Regions from separate parts of the Mus musculus genome. Here region 1 is linked to region 2. Evidence: chromatin contacts called from public promoter capture Hi-C data. All regions are on one chromosome and are shown on one strand. Each heading gives the region's core, a stretch centred on a gene start, on an enhancer-like site or on the middle of the called end of the contact. The rest is flanking DNA. Distances are from core to core; before and after follow the strand shown.

Evidence for each region. Promoter capture Hi-C pulls out the DNA fragments that hold promoters and counts their contacts.
Region 1: a promoter capture Hi-C map of second pharyngeal arch cranial neural crest shows a contact between it and region 2. The contact joins the promoter of Supt5 here to the promoter of Cic in region 2. A contact is called at or near these places in 3 of 39 promoter capture datasets (the HPC-7 cell line, maxillary cranial neural crest and second pharyngeal arch cranial neural crest).

Annotation. Positions count from the first base shown.
Region 1 is chr7:28,334,331-28,341,280 of GRCm38.p6, reverse strand. Supt5 (suppressor of Ty 5, DSIF elongation factor subunit) reads left to right here and starts at 2,562. Exons shown (of 30, transcript NM_013676.1): 1 at 2,562-2,586; 2 at 2,846-2,929. The coding sequence starts at 2,855.
Region 2 is chr7:25,265,376-25,272,247 of GRCm38.p6, reverse strand. Cic (capicua transcriptional repressor) reads right to left here and starts at 4,549. Exons shown (of 21, transcript NM_001302811.1): 1 at 4,492-4,549; 2 at 1-1,413. The coding sequence starts at 1,402. It overlaps Gm45974 (a long non-coding RNA gene), which reads left to right and starts at 1,411. Exons shown (of 3, transcript XR_001778066.2): 1 at 1,411-1,546; 2 at 1,635-1,763; 3 at 3,851-3,915.

The sequences.
Region 1 (6,950 bases), core at 1,313-3,812, 3.1 Mb before region 2:
ATAAAAGGGCTGTTCAGCCCCCACCTCTCTCTCTTACCTCTTCCACTCTTACCTCTTACCCCTCACTCTCACCCTCTCTCTCCCCTCTCTTTGTCTTCTCTCCTCTCTCCTTTCTCTTTGTCTTTTTTTCTCCTCTTCTCTTCCTCCCTCTCGCTCTCTCTCTCTCTCCTTTTCTACCTTCTCTCTTTCTCCCTGCATTTTTATAATAAAGCTCTTAAACCATAGAGAGTCTCTGCTCTATCTAGATCTGCTGCACCACTCTCACCAGTGTGCAGCGTGGGTCAGAGGCTTAGATGCCCACCCGGGGCCGTGTGGAAAGCGCCTGGCAGTCTCCCCGTGTTCGCCTGCCCAGAGCACAGGAACTCTGGCCAGATGTGGCATATTTCTCCCCCTCTTCTTCCCCAGGGCCTCCCCCGCCCCCCTTTTTCCCCAACAAAACCCCTTGTAAAGAAAAATATGGTTGGTCAATGCAACAGCCCACCCTGCTCCCCCTTGCTTTCTGCTCCCATCCGTTAAACATTTTGTATAATCTCACTCCATGGGCGCAGTTCAGACCGACCCTGAACGGGTCACCTCCGGGCAGACACTGATTTACGCAGTAAAAGGCTCCAGGTACAGTGAACGCTCCCACCCGGGCAGACACTGACAGACTTCCATTTCATCTCATGCGCTCAGACACCCACTCCTCTGCTTTCCCTATGAATAGCTAGGCTTTGCTTGCTCTGGAGTTCTGTATGGATGGGATCACACCCTCTGCCAGATCCCACCGTCTTTTGCTTTCACTGTGCATACATGGTTTTTGAAGTTAATTTGTGCTTTTCAGTAGTTTGGTGGAATTTACTGTTTCTTCCTCCTCTCCCATTTGGTTGTTTTGAGAAAGGGTCCTGTTTTGTAGTCTAGATCCATTGGGACTTCAGATTCTCCTACCTCAGTCTGCCAAGTGCCAGTATTACAAGGTAGGTACCACCATATCTAGCTGAAGCACGTGACTTAAAAAATTTAAACTTATTGTATATATATTATATGCATATGTAATGTTATATATGTGTGTATGTATTGTATATATACCCATATACACACATGTATACACACATACATGAGTGGGTGCATGTATTCCAACTATAGCATGGATGCAGAGGTCAGAAGAAAACTTTTTGGCTATCTTCCTTCTATCATATAGGTTCCAGGGATAGAACTCAGATCGTCAGGTTTCTCAGCAAGATACTTTATCTGATGAGCCATCTAGATTGCTCAAGCATGCTGCTTTTATTAACTTTCTGTCTTGAATTTTTTTTTGTGTGTGGGGGGTTCGAGACAGGGTTTCTCTGTGCAGTTCTGGCTGTCCTGGAACTCACTCTGTAGACCAGGCTGGCCTCGAACTCAGAAATCCGCCTGCCTCTGCCTTCCCAGTGCTGGGATTAAAGGCGTGCGCCACCACCGCCCGGCTTGTCTTGAATTTTTATGTCTGTGGATATTCAATGTCAGCCGAGGCCTGAAGAGGGCGAGCATTAGCTCCCCTGAGACTGGAGTGAAAGCGGGTTGTGAGCTGCTGGAAATTGACCACAGCTCCACAGCAGCCAGCGTTCTTTGGCGGTTGAGCCAACTCTCCAGTTTAGGTTTTATTGTTTTGTTTTGGTTACAGTGTTTCACTGTGTAACCTTGGCTGTCCGGAATTAAATAAATGTGATGGTTTTGTGCATAACTCCTGGCTCGCCTGTCCACCTTCAGTTCTTCTTCTTCTTCTTCCTCTTCTTCTTTTTTTTTTTAAGATTTATTTATTTATTTATTATATGTAAGTACACAGTAGCTGTCCTCAGATACTCCAGAAGAGGGCATCAGATTTCGTCATGGATGGTTGTGAGTCACCATGTGGATGCTGGGATTTGAACTCAGGACCTTCGGAAGAGCAGTAGGCGCTTTTAACCACTGAGCCATCTCACCAGCTCCCGCCTTCAGTCTTAAATCCGTATTAAAGTGTCTTTCATTGTAAGCATGGTGGCACACGCCTTTAATTTCAGTACCAGGGAGGCAGAGGCAGACATGGGCTTATCTTTGTGAGTCTGAGATTTAGCCAGGCTACAAAGTAAGGCCTTATCACACAAACAAACAAACAAACAAACCAGATCATTAATAACACAATACTGTGCCGCGCTAAACTAACAAGTTTTGAGATTGTTTTGAGCATCGCCAGGAATTCGGATTTAACCTGAGTCTAGGTCCCTAAAAATCTAGGGGAACTCCTCAGAATGCCGAGGGTGGCGGTGTGAAGCCGAATCTCTGTCCCGTCACCTCTGACACCTCCGAGGGAAGTTTAGAGGACGGACGAGCCAACAGTTCACCCGATTCAGCTCTGGGTTAGGAGAAGCCGATTACTTTTCGACCTTCTCAAGATGGCGGCCGTACAGTCCGCGTAAACCACTTTGGCCACTCCGGAGATGGCGGCTCCAAGAGGCCGCCCTCAGAGCAGGCCCCTAAAGTCTCGCGTTAGGTGAGACTGACGCGCCAGTTCTCGCGAGAGAGCGCTCAGGCCAGCTAGGCGTTGTGTGATCCGCAGCTGGCGCGGAAGCTTCAGGTGGCAAGCGATCGGTGAGCGGGCGTGGGACGGCAGGCAGGGGCCGGAGCGGGGGTCGGGGCTGGCGGAGGTTCAGGACGTGTGCCGGCCGCAGCCAGGGCCGGGTGTGCTAGCTGCCATAGCCCGAACAACGCGGGTTCGCGACCGCCTGAACCAGGCTGCCGGAAGTGCGCCTGGGGATTTTCTCCCCCGGTTTACCTTGCGGGGAAACTGAGGCTTGGGGGTGGCGCTTTTGGTTCCGCGACGCCCTGAGGCCGCGGTCTTCCTCTGCAGCTGCGGAAGATGTCGGACAGCGAAGACAGCAACTTCTCCGAGGAGGAGGACAGCGAGCGCAGCAGCGAGGCGGAGGAGGCCGAGGTCGGTGCCTGGGATTCTTAGGGGAGACGTTGCGCCTGGGGACAGGGACAGGGGCAGGGCAGAGAGGGCCCTGGGGGAGCCGGGGACTCGGAACGGCTGGGGGGGAGGGTGGTTCCAGATTGTCGGGAGAGATGGACGAGTGTGCAAGTCAGCGTGGAGCGCAGGGGCAGCGTCCAGAAGGTGGGGGTGCGCCAGGTCCACGGTTGGCTTTCATCTGATTTGTTTCTTTCGGTTTACTTTTTATCACTTGCGATGCTAGGATTGAGTTCAGGGCCCTGCTAGGTGGACAGCCCCAGCTCTTAGGATTCTTTCGTGTTTGTGTTTTTAGGTATCCCCAGTTGTTCCAGAAGTGTGTATGTATTGCCTACTGTGTGCCAGCCTGTACAAGTCTTTGTCCTTGGGCTCCTGCTAACAGATTTTAAAATGTAAATCGACAACTGATGGGTGAATGTGAATTTGCTACTGTGAATAAATATAGCCAGTAAATATGAGAGACTCCCAGGTTCAGCATCCTAGTGTGAAAATCCAGATGATTTTGTAACTTTTCTAGTCTTCTGTCGATGCTACGAATGGAAAATTCCACATATGACAGGTCAAAGTCAACACTAGTGCACTAAAAATACTGTGTTAAATGACTGTGCACAGTATATATGAAAGATATATGAATTTCATGTATTGTCCCGTTCCAAGGTACCTTATTGTGTATGTGCAAATAATCCAAAAATCCTCCAAGATCTGAAATATGTATACTTTGGATTTTATTTGTTTTGTTTTGTTTTCTTTTCTTTTTTTCTTTTTTGGTTTTTCGAGACAGGGTTTCTCTGTGTAGCCCTGGCTGTCCTGGAACTCACTCTGTAGATCAGGCTGGCCTTGAACTCAGATCTGCTTGCCTCTGCCTCCTGAGAGCTGCCTTTGTTTTTCCTTTACCTCCCAAGTGATGAGATTCCTGAGATGACAGCACGGACAGCCTAAAATAGGAAATCTCATCACATCTTGTCTCAAGCTGTGAATTAAGGATACGTGGCCTGAGATAACTCTTTCTAGTACTCTGGTGAAAAATCCAAGCACAAAAAGGGAGTAGAGGGTCCTAGCTGCACTTTGAAGCCATCAGAATAAGTCAGAGTGACATTTGAATGGGAACTTACCGGAAGAGAGGGGGTAAATCATGTGGTTGTCTGTCTTTCTTTCTTTCTTTCTTTCTTTCTTTCTTTCCTTCTTTTTCTTTCTCTTTTTGAGATAGGATCTCACTATGTGTAACCTTAGTTGGCCTAAAACTAGCTATGTAGACCAGGCTGGCAAACGCATAAAGATCTACCTGCCTTTGCCTGCCAAATGCTGGGACTAAAGATGTGTCCCACCATGCCTGACCCTTCCCCCTTCTTTTAATTATGGGGATAGAACTCAGGGCTCTGTACACATTAAGTATGAACTCTGCCACTGAGCTATGCTTTATTTAATTGAGCATTTAGAGAGAGTCTAGTCTCTCTCTCTCTCTCTCTCTCTCTGTGTAGTTTTTGGGCTAGAGTTTCACAAATGCTAGGCAGGTACTCTGTCACCAAGCTGTGTTACGAAGCTGTAAATTAACTTTAATTTTCTTTCTTTTCTTTTTTTTTGTTTTTGTTTTTTGTTTTTTTGTTTTTTGTTTTTTTTTTGAGACACGGTTTCTCTGTGTAGCCCTGGCTGTCCTGGAACTCACTGTATAGACCAGGCTGGCCTCAAACTCAGAAATCCGCCTGCCTCTGCCTCCCGAGTGCTGGGATTCAAGGCGTGCGCCACCACCGCCCGGCTTAACTTTATTTCTATTTTTTAATTTATTATTTTGTGTGTGTGTGTTGTGTGTGTGTATGTCTGTGTAGCACATGTATTCAGTATGTTGGAGGTCAGAAGATGTTGGATCCCCTAGAACTGGAGTTAAGGATGGTTGGAAGCGACCATATGGATGCTGGGACTAGAACCTAGAACTTCTGCATGAGTGTACTATCTCTACAACTCCCTGAATGAACTTATGTCAGTTGTCAGTGCTTTCCAAGATTTCACTGTGAACAATATAAAACCTGTGAGGAAGGAACTGGGGACCTTGGCATCATTACAATTGACTTCAGGCTTCAGCTACCAGATAGTAACCTGAAGCTCCAAGTCTCTGTCCCTTTCTTTAGTGGGAAACAGAAGGAAGCAACAGTCTCTGCTCAGAAGTGGCTCTCTCCTCCTTTGTTACAGGGTTGGGGGTTGACTCTGGCCTCAGACATGCTAGGCAAGCATGCTGCTACTAAGTAGTATGTTCATCCCACCTGCTCCAGCACTGGCATGTATCAGAGGCCAGTTATCATCATGCTCACCTCTGGCAGAGTTTAGAGAAGGGAAGTTGTCATGGACCTGTGACCTGGAGGGTATCAGGATTAGGGCTATGGGTTTCCATTGATACCCTCTTATATGGTCTGTTTTCTTCTGTAGGCATTTAGTTGTCCATGTGGCTTTGAGGTTGGTCCTGTGCTCCCAGGCAGGAATCAAGGTACTGTGGTGATATAGGACAGACAGGAAGGTGACAGGACCAGCCTTTGCTCCAAGCTGTAGCACTGGGCCTTTGACAGTGACTCATGGCTTTAGGTCACTGCTGGTACTTGCAGTCCTGGTGGTAATGAGACCAGGGTCCCTGATTCCTTCCTTGCAGAGGTTTTCCACTGGGCATTTCATCAGATGCTTGAGTCACCTGCTGGCTGGCTGTGGACGCCAAGCAGAAGGCAGTGTGAGGCCTGCCCCAGCTTCTGGAGCCTGAGCCTGATGTCCTGGGATCTGTAGCTAGGTTGGCTGTCAGGCAGACAGCATGCTTGCTGTTGAAAGAATCAGCTCATTTCCCAGTCTTTAAGATTTATTTCAGCCGGGCGTGGTGGCGCATGCCTTTAATCCCAGCACTTGGGAGGCAGAGGCAGGCGGATTTCTGAGTTCAAGGCCAGCCTGGTCTACAAAGTGAGTTCCAGGACAGCCAGAGCTATACAGAGAAACCCTGTCTGTATTTCATGTATATGAGTACACACTGTAGCTGTCTTCAGACACAGCAGAAGAGGGCATTAGATCCCATTACAGGTGATTGTGAGCCACCATGTGGTTGCTGGGAATTGAACTCAGGACCTCTGGAAGAGCAGTCAGTGCTCTTAACTGCTGAGCCATCTCTCCAGCCCTCATTTCCCGTTCTTATCCCCTTCATTCAGCAAGGGCACTTCATTCTGGTTTGGCATGATAGCTTACTGCCTCTCTTCCAGAGCTAAGTCCTCAGGCAGAGATTGCAGGGGTGTTGTGTTGAGGATAGTGTGTAGTGTGGTGGGATGAGACCTGTGACAATGCAGTGCTCCTCAGTCCTTAGGTTGCCTCTCCCAGACTTTCTGTGGACCTCACTGTGACACTTACTAAGAACTGGCCATTCCAGTTTATGCTTACAATTCCAGATTGCTTCCAAAACCAAAATAGAACACAAACTAAAGAGTGTAGTCTAGACTACAGGGAACACAAAAGTGTACAGAAGCCCTTACCTCAGAGAAGGTTCCAGAAGAGGAAAGAAGGCTTCTTTGGGACCCAGCCAGGGACACAGTGGCAAATTTGCTTGAAATGGGCCTGTAAACTTTGGCTTTTTAAACCGTGAGGCATTGCATTGGAATGGTGTGATAACTCATCTAGCCCAAGGGCCTGTGTTTGAGTTTAGGATCCGTGTGGGGAAACAGAGCCAACTCCTGAAGCTTGTCGCTCACATGAGCCCACACGTAAAATGTATGTGTAAAAAAAAATTGCAATGAGAGATAAAGTTACAGTATTAATATTAAGGGAATTCATTTTTTTTCTTCTCGGTGTTTTATTTTTGAGACTGTCCCTGGCAGGCCTAGACCTGGTTATGTAGGCAGGGTGTTCTGAATTTCACAGAGATGCATCTGCTTCCTGCCTGCTGGGGATAAAGGTGAGCACCACCAACAAACTAGGTCAATGGTTGGTTTTGTTTTTGTCTTTTTTTTTTTTTAAGATTTATTTATTTATT
Region 2 (6,872 bases), core at 3,300-5,799:
CACGGGCTGCTGGTGCAGCTCCCTTCTCCAGTGAGGCCACACTGCTACTGCGGCTGCCACCCTGGCTCCCTTCCTGGCAGGGCGAAGGCTGCTCACTAGGGCGGCCAGGGCCACCAAAGGCTGGGGACTTCGGGGGTGGTGACAGGAGCTGGGGTGGAGGCAGTGGGAGCAGGACAGGGGTGCCCAGGGATGGTGGGTGCTTCTCCTCCCCCTCCTCGCAGCGAGTCCCCAGGTTGCTACCAAAGCTGATGTTGGAGACCTCAGCATCCTCAGGTTGCTTGGGCTCCACGGAAGAAGGACAAGGAGGCAAAGCGGGCCCAGGCTCTGCCTGCTCCTCCTCTGGGCCTGCAGGGTGCTTCCTCAGCAAGGCCCCAGGTTCCCAGGGGGGCCGAAGCAGGCGCAGGCTAGAGCGAGTAACCCAGACAGCCTCCTCAGGCTCACGGTGCAGTGTCTGTTGGGCTTGTGGCAGTGTGCCTGGTGGGCCTGCATGGGAGCTGGGGCCAGGGCTGAGGCGGACCTTATAGGCAGCTGGTTTAGTGGCCACTTCCACCACTACACCCTCTCGGTAGGCAGCCACACCAGGTTCCACACAAGTGCAGACAGCCGTGCCCACCATCAGTGCACCTGGAGGTGGTGTGACATCCAAAACAACGTCCACACCACCACCGGGTACTCCTTCATAGAAAGTCAAGGCACGGTCCCCAGGGAACTGCACACCCAAGTCCTGGCTACGGCGCACCTGGCGCACGACTGCAGGCAGGAAGAGGCCATCACCACGCCGAGCCAGCACCCGCTGAGACCTCAGTTGCCGCAGGTCATAGCCTTCACTGGTGCCTGTAGAGGGCCAGGGGCCTGGACCACAAGCCTCAGGGGGCTCGTCCTCCAGGTCGGCTGAGTGCTCACTGGCCGTGTCAGTAGAGGAGGACCGAGTGGAGGTGGGTGGCCGAGGAGGCACACCCAGGGCACTGGCGTCCTCAGGCGTCCGCTCCCGCTCTTCAGGGGCTCCTACCACACCAACATTTCCAGTGCCATGCTCCTCCACATATTTCTTCTTCGGGGCCCGAGACTTGAATGTGGCTGTCTTGCGACTGAGTGAGGGCTCCCAGCGGCCTGCCTCCCCATCCCCCTTAGGGTCCTCAGTTAGGCCTGGAGTAGGATCATTGGGCTGCAGCTCTGGATGTGTTCCCTCAGCTCCAGGGTCCCGCTCAGCCTCCTCTTCCTCACCCTCTTCAGCCTCTTCTGGCCCTGCCTGCTCCTGTGGCTGTGCCTCCTCCTCCTCCTCTGGCTTGTCACCCTCCCCGGCCCCTCGCCGTCTCAAAGCCTTGGCCCTGGTAGCTGGTGGGGACTTGCTGCCACTGGCGGAACCTGCAAGGCCAGGGCATGCCTTCTTCATTGGCTTCATCGTCTGTCCACCTGTGAGACAGGAGAGCAGCAGGGATCATCGGAAGGGACTGTGAATACCCACAGACCCAGGGCCCCTCGGGTCTTTCTGCTTGCTGAGCTGACTGCCTCCGCTCCATGACCCACAAGACTACCTCTAGCTCACGTGAGCTCTGGCAAACATTCACACACAGACTGGCACCGGGCTGGGTCTCCTGAGCATATACAACCCTGACTCCCTGCTCCTTCTGCAGGGGACATGCAATGTGCACAAACAGACTCCAGGAGTGTGAGGATCACTGAGAGTTCACACCATGGAGCAATCACACTGTCCTGAGCCCTTTGCTAAGCTGCCTGCTTTTTCCACCCAACAGCCCTAAGAGGTGAGTGCTACTATGAAGCAAGGTGCAGAGAGACTGGTGCTTGGATTAGGATCATCCACATACAAAGCAGCCAGGGCAGGGGGTTCAGGGGAGGGTCGGGTCTGAACCCAGGTGCTCTAGGGCCACAGAACTGAGCTCCTAACCACTGCCCTGTGCTGCCAATCATGTGACCCACACATCATGCTTGCTCTCACTCTCATCACCTAGAAAGCACACACACAAATGCACACAGAAACTCACGCACATAAGCACCAAGCCACAGAAAGGAGGTGACACAGCTGAGATGCAAGCTTCTCTCCTCCCTCTACTCTCTCTCCACCCCTACAGGCAGTCATGCATGGCCAGGTACTGTGGGAAGGAGTAGGCAGCTCAGAGTCCCTAGGGATGCTTGCCCACTCTGCTCAGTATCCCAGGTCTGCCAGGTACAACCATCTTCCCAGGTCCTGGCAGGGAGTAGGCAGGGGCACGTTTGGGGCAAGAGCTCACACCAGCACTGCCACAGGACTGTACATGAGCACACGCACGCGCACAAATGCAGCACACGTCATCACACAGTGGGACACAGAACTGCACACCCCAGGGTTTCTCTGTCCCACTACACAGGAGGGAGTCTTCCCCTTTCCCCAACAGCACCCAGAGCAATGCCTGCAAGCCCAGCCCTCACTTCTGGCCTGCACGTATCCTCACCCAGACTGAGCAGGCTGGGCAGGGTGTCTGAAATGGCCAGCACCCTCAGGGACCCAAATATGCCCAGACAGCTCCAGGTGGGGGTAAGGAGGATGAGGTCAAAGACAGCAGGACAAGCCCAACAAGCCAACCTCACCCACTTCCTGAACAGTCACTCTGCCCGCCCCCTTTCAAGCTGCCCTGAGAAAAGAAGAAAAAAAAAAAAAAAAGGGCAAAACAAAACCCCTAAAACTTTACTCCAGAGTGACTTGGAAAACTTGAGAAGCCAAACATTAGCTGTCCTAGATTCCGCCAAACACAATCAGAGACCCCTCTGACAGTCTTCAGGCTGACTGCGATCCCAGATCTCATGCTCTCCGACTTGAGGCCTTCTCCTTCTGTGGGACAATTCTGGGGTTCTCACTGGCAGACTCTGAAGGGCCTGGGATCAGCACCAAGGTGCTGTGAGTTAAGCCGACTCCACTGCCATCTCCCCACTGACCTGCTAGGGCACCATTCAGGAGCCTGAGATCTGGTACAAACACTGTCCAAACATAAACCTTTACACCCCACCCAGGGCCTACAAGCACACCAGCCAACATCCCTTACCCCTGTTACCTGGACTGGTCTCTTTACCCCAGAGCCAGACCTCTCTTTCTTGGGGCCTACCTTCTTCCTGTGCACCATAGCTAACTACTACCCAGGGTCCCGCGGGCCCTCACCTCCCTTTCAGAACGTGAAACTCCTGAAGCTGAGGCCACCCCATGCCCTTTAGGGTCTCATCCTCTCTATTTCCATCCACCCTCCTGACACCATCTTCGCTTGCCACTCTCTCCCATCTTGTCACCACCTCTACCTTATTTTCTCAGATACTAGGCCCCCTCCTGTTACCCCCCCCCGCTGGTCACCCCCATTTATTTATATCACCTATTCCTCCTATTCACTCTTCTGTCGGCCATCTCTAGACCTCCAAATCTGACACCTCTGCCCATCGCCTCTCTTTATCACCCCCTCCAACTCGGTCCCCTTCCTCTCCCTGTCACCCTGATCTAATCCTGTTACCCCTCCATTCCTGTTATCAGTACTCTCCCCTAGTTGCTCCTTTTCTGTCACTCCCCACTTCCTACCACTTCTTCCACTCTGTCACCCCTTCCCACACCATTCCGCCCACCTCTTTTGCCCTGTACCCCTTTCCCGTCCCTGCCACCTGTCCCCTCTCGGCCTCCAGCTCCCCTCCACCCCCACGCAGTGTCAGCCCTAGCCCCGCCCTTCACCTCGGGCTCCGCGGGGTTTCGGGGCGGGGGGCCGTGGCCCCGGCTCAGTCCGGTCCGGTCCCTCCCCGCCCCCCCTCCGGCTCTCCCTCTCGATTCTCCCTTTTTTTTTTACTCCAACACACAAAATGGTGAATGGACCTGCAACAGCTGGAGCAACCAGCCAATAAACGGCCACAACCCCGGTGACCGGCGCCAACCTAGACCAATAGATATTCGCTGTCTAGTCGGCTCCGCCTATCATCCGCAAGCGACACTTGCTACCACCAATTGCGCTCTTCCGGCAGCGCCAAGGGGCGGGGTCAAATTCCAAGACCGGCCTCCCTCCGGGACCGACACCAACCTAAGCCTACGACTGCCTGATCTGCCTAGAACTCTACCTTACAACAAGTAATGGACACCTCCTTTAACCAATTAACAGACTATTTATATGCCGAATGACAATTACAGTACCCAATCACCATCCATCTTAAGCAAGAAACCACCCCCTGCGAGGGACAGTAACCAATAAAATGAAGGGAGGCGGGACTAAAGGATATGCCCTCCAATAAACAAGCTCGAGAGGCGTGGCCCGAGGGTTTGTTGACCAGCTGAACGCAATGCCTGCTGGGAATAGTAGTCTTCTTCTGTATCCGGCCCGTAGTCAGAAGCATAAGTCAGACTACAACTCCCATGTGACAGAGTGCATGGAGCTCCAAAGAACCCGGGCGAAGAGAAAAAGTCGGAAAGGGCAGCTCCTCCTGAGTCTCGCTGGACACTGGGAACATCTTAGACCCAGGGCCCCGACTCACCCGGATTGCTGGCTCTGGCGTCGCCAGTGGCTCCTCGCTGAGGCGGCTGTAGCGGCACGAGGGGGAGGTGCAAAGAGCAGCCAACCGACACCCGCGAGCCCCGCAGCCAATCAGCAACGGCAGGGGCGGTGCAATGACCTCACCGGTTCTACTCTCTTACCCCTCCCCCACGTGGTTGTTGGTGCTGGTAAACCAGAGTAGAGAAGTTTGGGGTAGGGGGATGGGAGGAGAACTAGTGATGTCACCTTTCCTCTGCATGATTGGCTGTCGGGTGGCCGGACTACGGCCAATCAACAGTCTCAAAAAGTCTGGCGCGGCCCCGCGGAAAGCCCTGTTGCCACCAGAAGGAGAGAGGACCTGCGGTTGTAGGGTAGCGCGCTCTGCAGTACTGGCAACCCGCGTGGCCTGTGGCCGTGATGTCAACTCCAAGACTTTTTGATTTTAGGACGGCGCACTTTTCTGATCGCACCCTCCAATCTCCAAACTTTTCTTTTGCGTCACTTCCTGGGGTTTCACACTTCATTCCGAAGGCGAATAGCCCTATGGCTTTTCACACCTGAGGAAAGATGTGTAAAAATCTTGGGGTGGGTGTCACACCGGAGGTGAGGAGAAGAGCATGTGCCACATACCCTCTGAGGCATAGACAGCTGTTGCCCCGGTGCCGAGTTTACACCAGGTGTGACTATCCCTAGCTTCAGTCTTCCCATCAGGTTTCCCTTGGATCAAAGGATAATGGAGAATGGTGTACTCCTCCTCTAATGAAGGTTTCTCTTGCATATGATGGATACTCAAGACTGTAATAGTGAAACACACACACACACACACATCTGGTCTATTGTAGCACATCTTACTGTTGGTGCTGGTTAGTTTTTAAGTTGACACAAGTACCAAATCCTGACATAGAGTGAACCCCAATTGTCTCCAAAAGATTGCCCTGTAGGCAAGTCAGTGCAGTACTATCTTAATTAGTGGTTGGTGTAGGAGGGTCCAACCCATTGTGGGTGGGTGCAACCCCTGAGAAAGTGGTCCTGGGAAGCAGGCGAAACAAACCATGGAGAGCAAGCCATTATGAAGGGTTCTTGCATGGCTTCCCCATTGAATTCTTGCCCAGAGTTCCTGCCCTGACGCCCCTTCAGATGGGCTTGATGAAATATAAGTTGAGATAAACCCCTTTCTCATTGAGCTGCTTTTAGTTATTCTGCTTTCCTTATGCTTGCACTATGCTCTGTAAGAGAATGTTCTGGGATATATGGCTGCTTCACATAGGACATGCAAAAAGCACCCATTATCTATGGCACTTACAGTGAGGCAACTTCTCGATATCTACAGGAAGTTCCCACCGTGCCGCAGACCCTATTGATCCCTTGTCTGCATGGAACGGGTCTCTAGTCTCAGGTGGGCAAGGAGTCAGCGGGAATGGATGGACAGACTCAACACAAGGGAGTGTGGATCTGAATGTAATTTGTCAAATTGAGCATCAAACTTTTTATACAGAAGAAAATAGGGAAGATGGGTGACACCAGCAAGGTACAAAGAGGTTACTGGATTCTTACACAAAACAGAGGAATGCAAACACGGAAGAACTGGCAGGAACCAACTGAGATAAAATTCTGTTAACAACTGGGATCAGAAACAGCTCCACCTAAGGTCCACTTAATCTTAGAAGCCAGGGGCTTGTGCCCTTGCCATAGTTCCTACTCTAGTCTATTGTATAGTCCACCTTCCCCCTAGGCCATTGTAAATACTTGCGTTTGGGTGTAACTCAGCTATCTATAGTTCTAAGTATCTACTCTGGTTCCTCTTTAGGTCACTTTAGGTTCTAAGTATCTACTTCTGGTTCCTCGTTATCTTCCTAGATAATGGTCAATTTCCAGGCAGCGGTGGCACACGCCTTTAATCCCAGCACTTGGGAGGCAGAGGCAGGCAAATTTCTGAGTTCAAGGCCAGCCTGGTCTACAGAGTGAGTTCCAGGACAGCCGAGGCTACACAGAGAAACCCTGTCTCAAAAACCAAAAACCAAAAGCCAAAAGCCAAAAAAAAAAAAAAAAAAAAAAAAAGATAATGGTAAATTTCTGTGTAGGGCAGTGACTTAGCTATCCATGCCCAAGGTCAGATCAAGGACTGCCTAGAATCTAACTTAGCTATATGTCAAAATATCAATTCTTAGGAGCACTTGTAATAAAGCAATATTAAGGGAAAGCACACAGATCCGTTTACCAACTAAAGCAAGGACATTGGCGCATTCTTTATACAGGATGCCACGATTCCAGGAGACTAAGTTTCCGTGAACTTTTCGCCTCGGGACAGCGCCCAGGTTTTCAGAGCCTGTGGCGCTTGTCACTACTGGAGTGGATGTAGCACCACCTTCCACGGGGATTCAA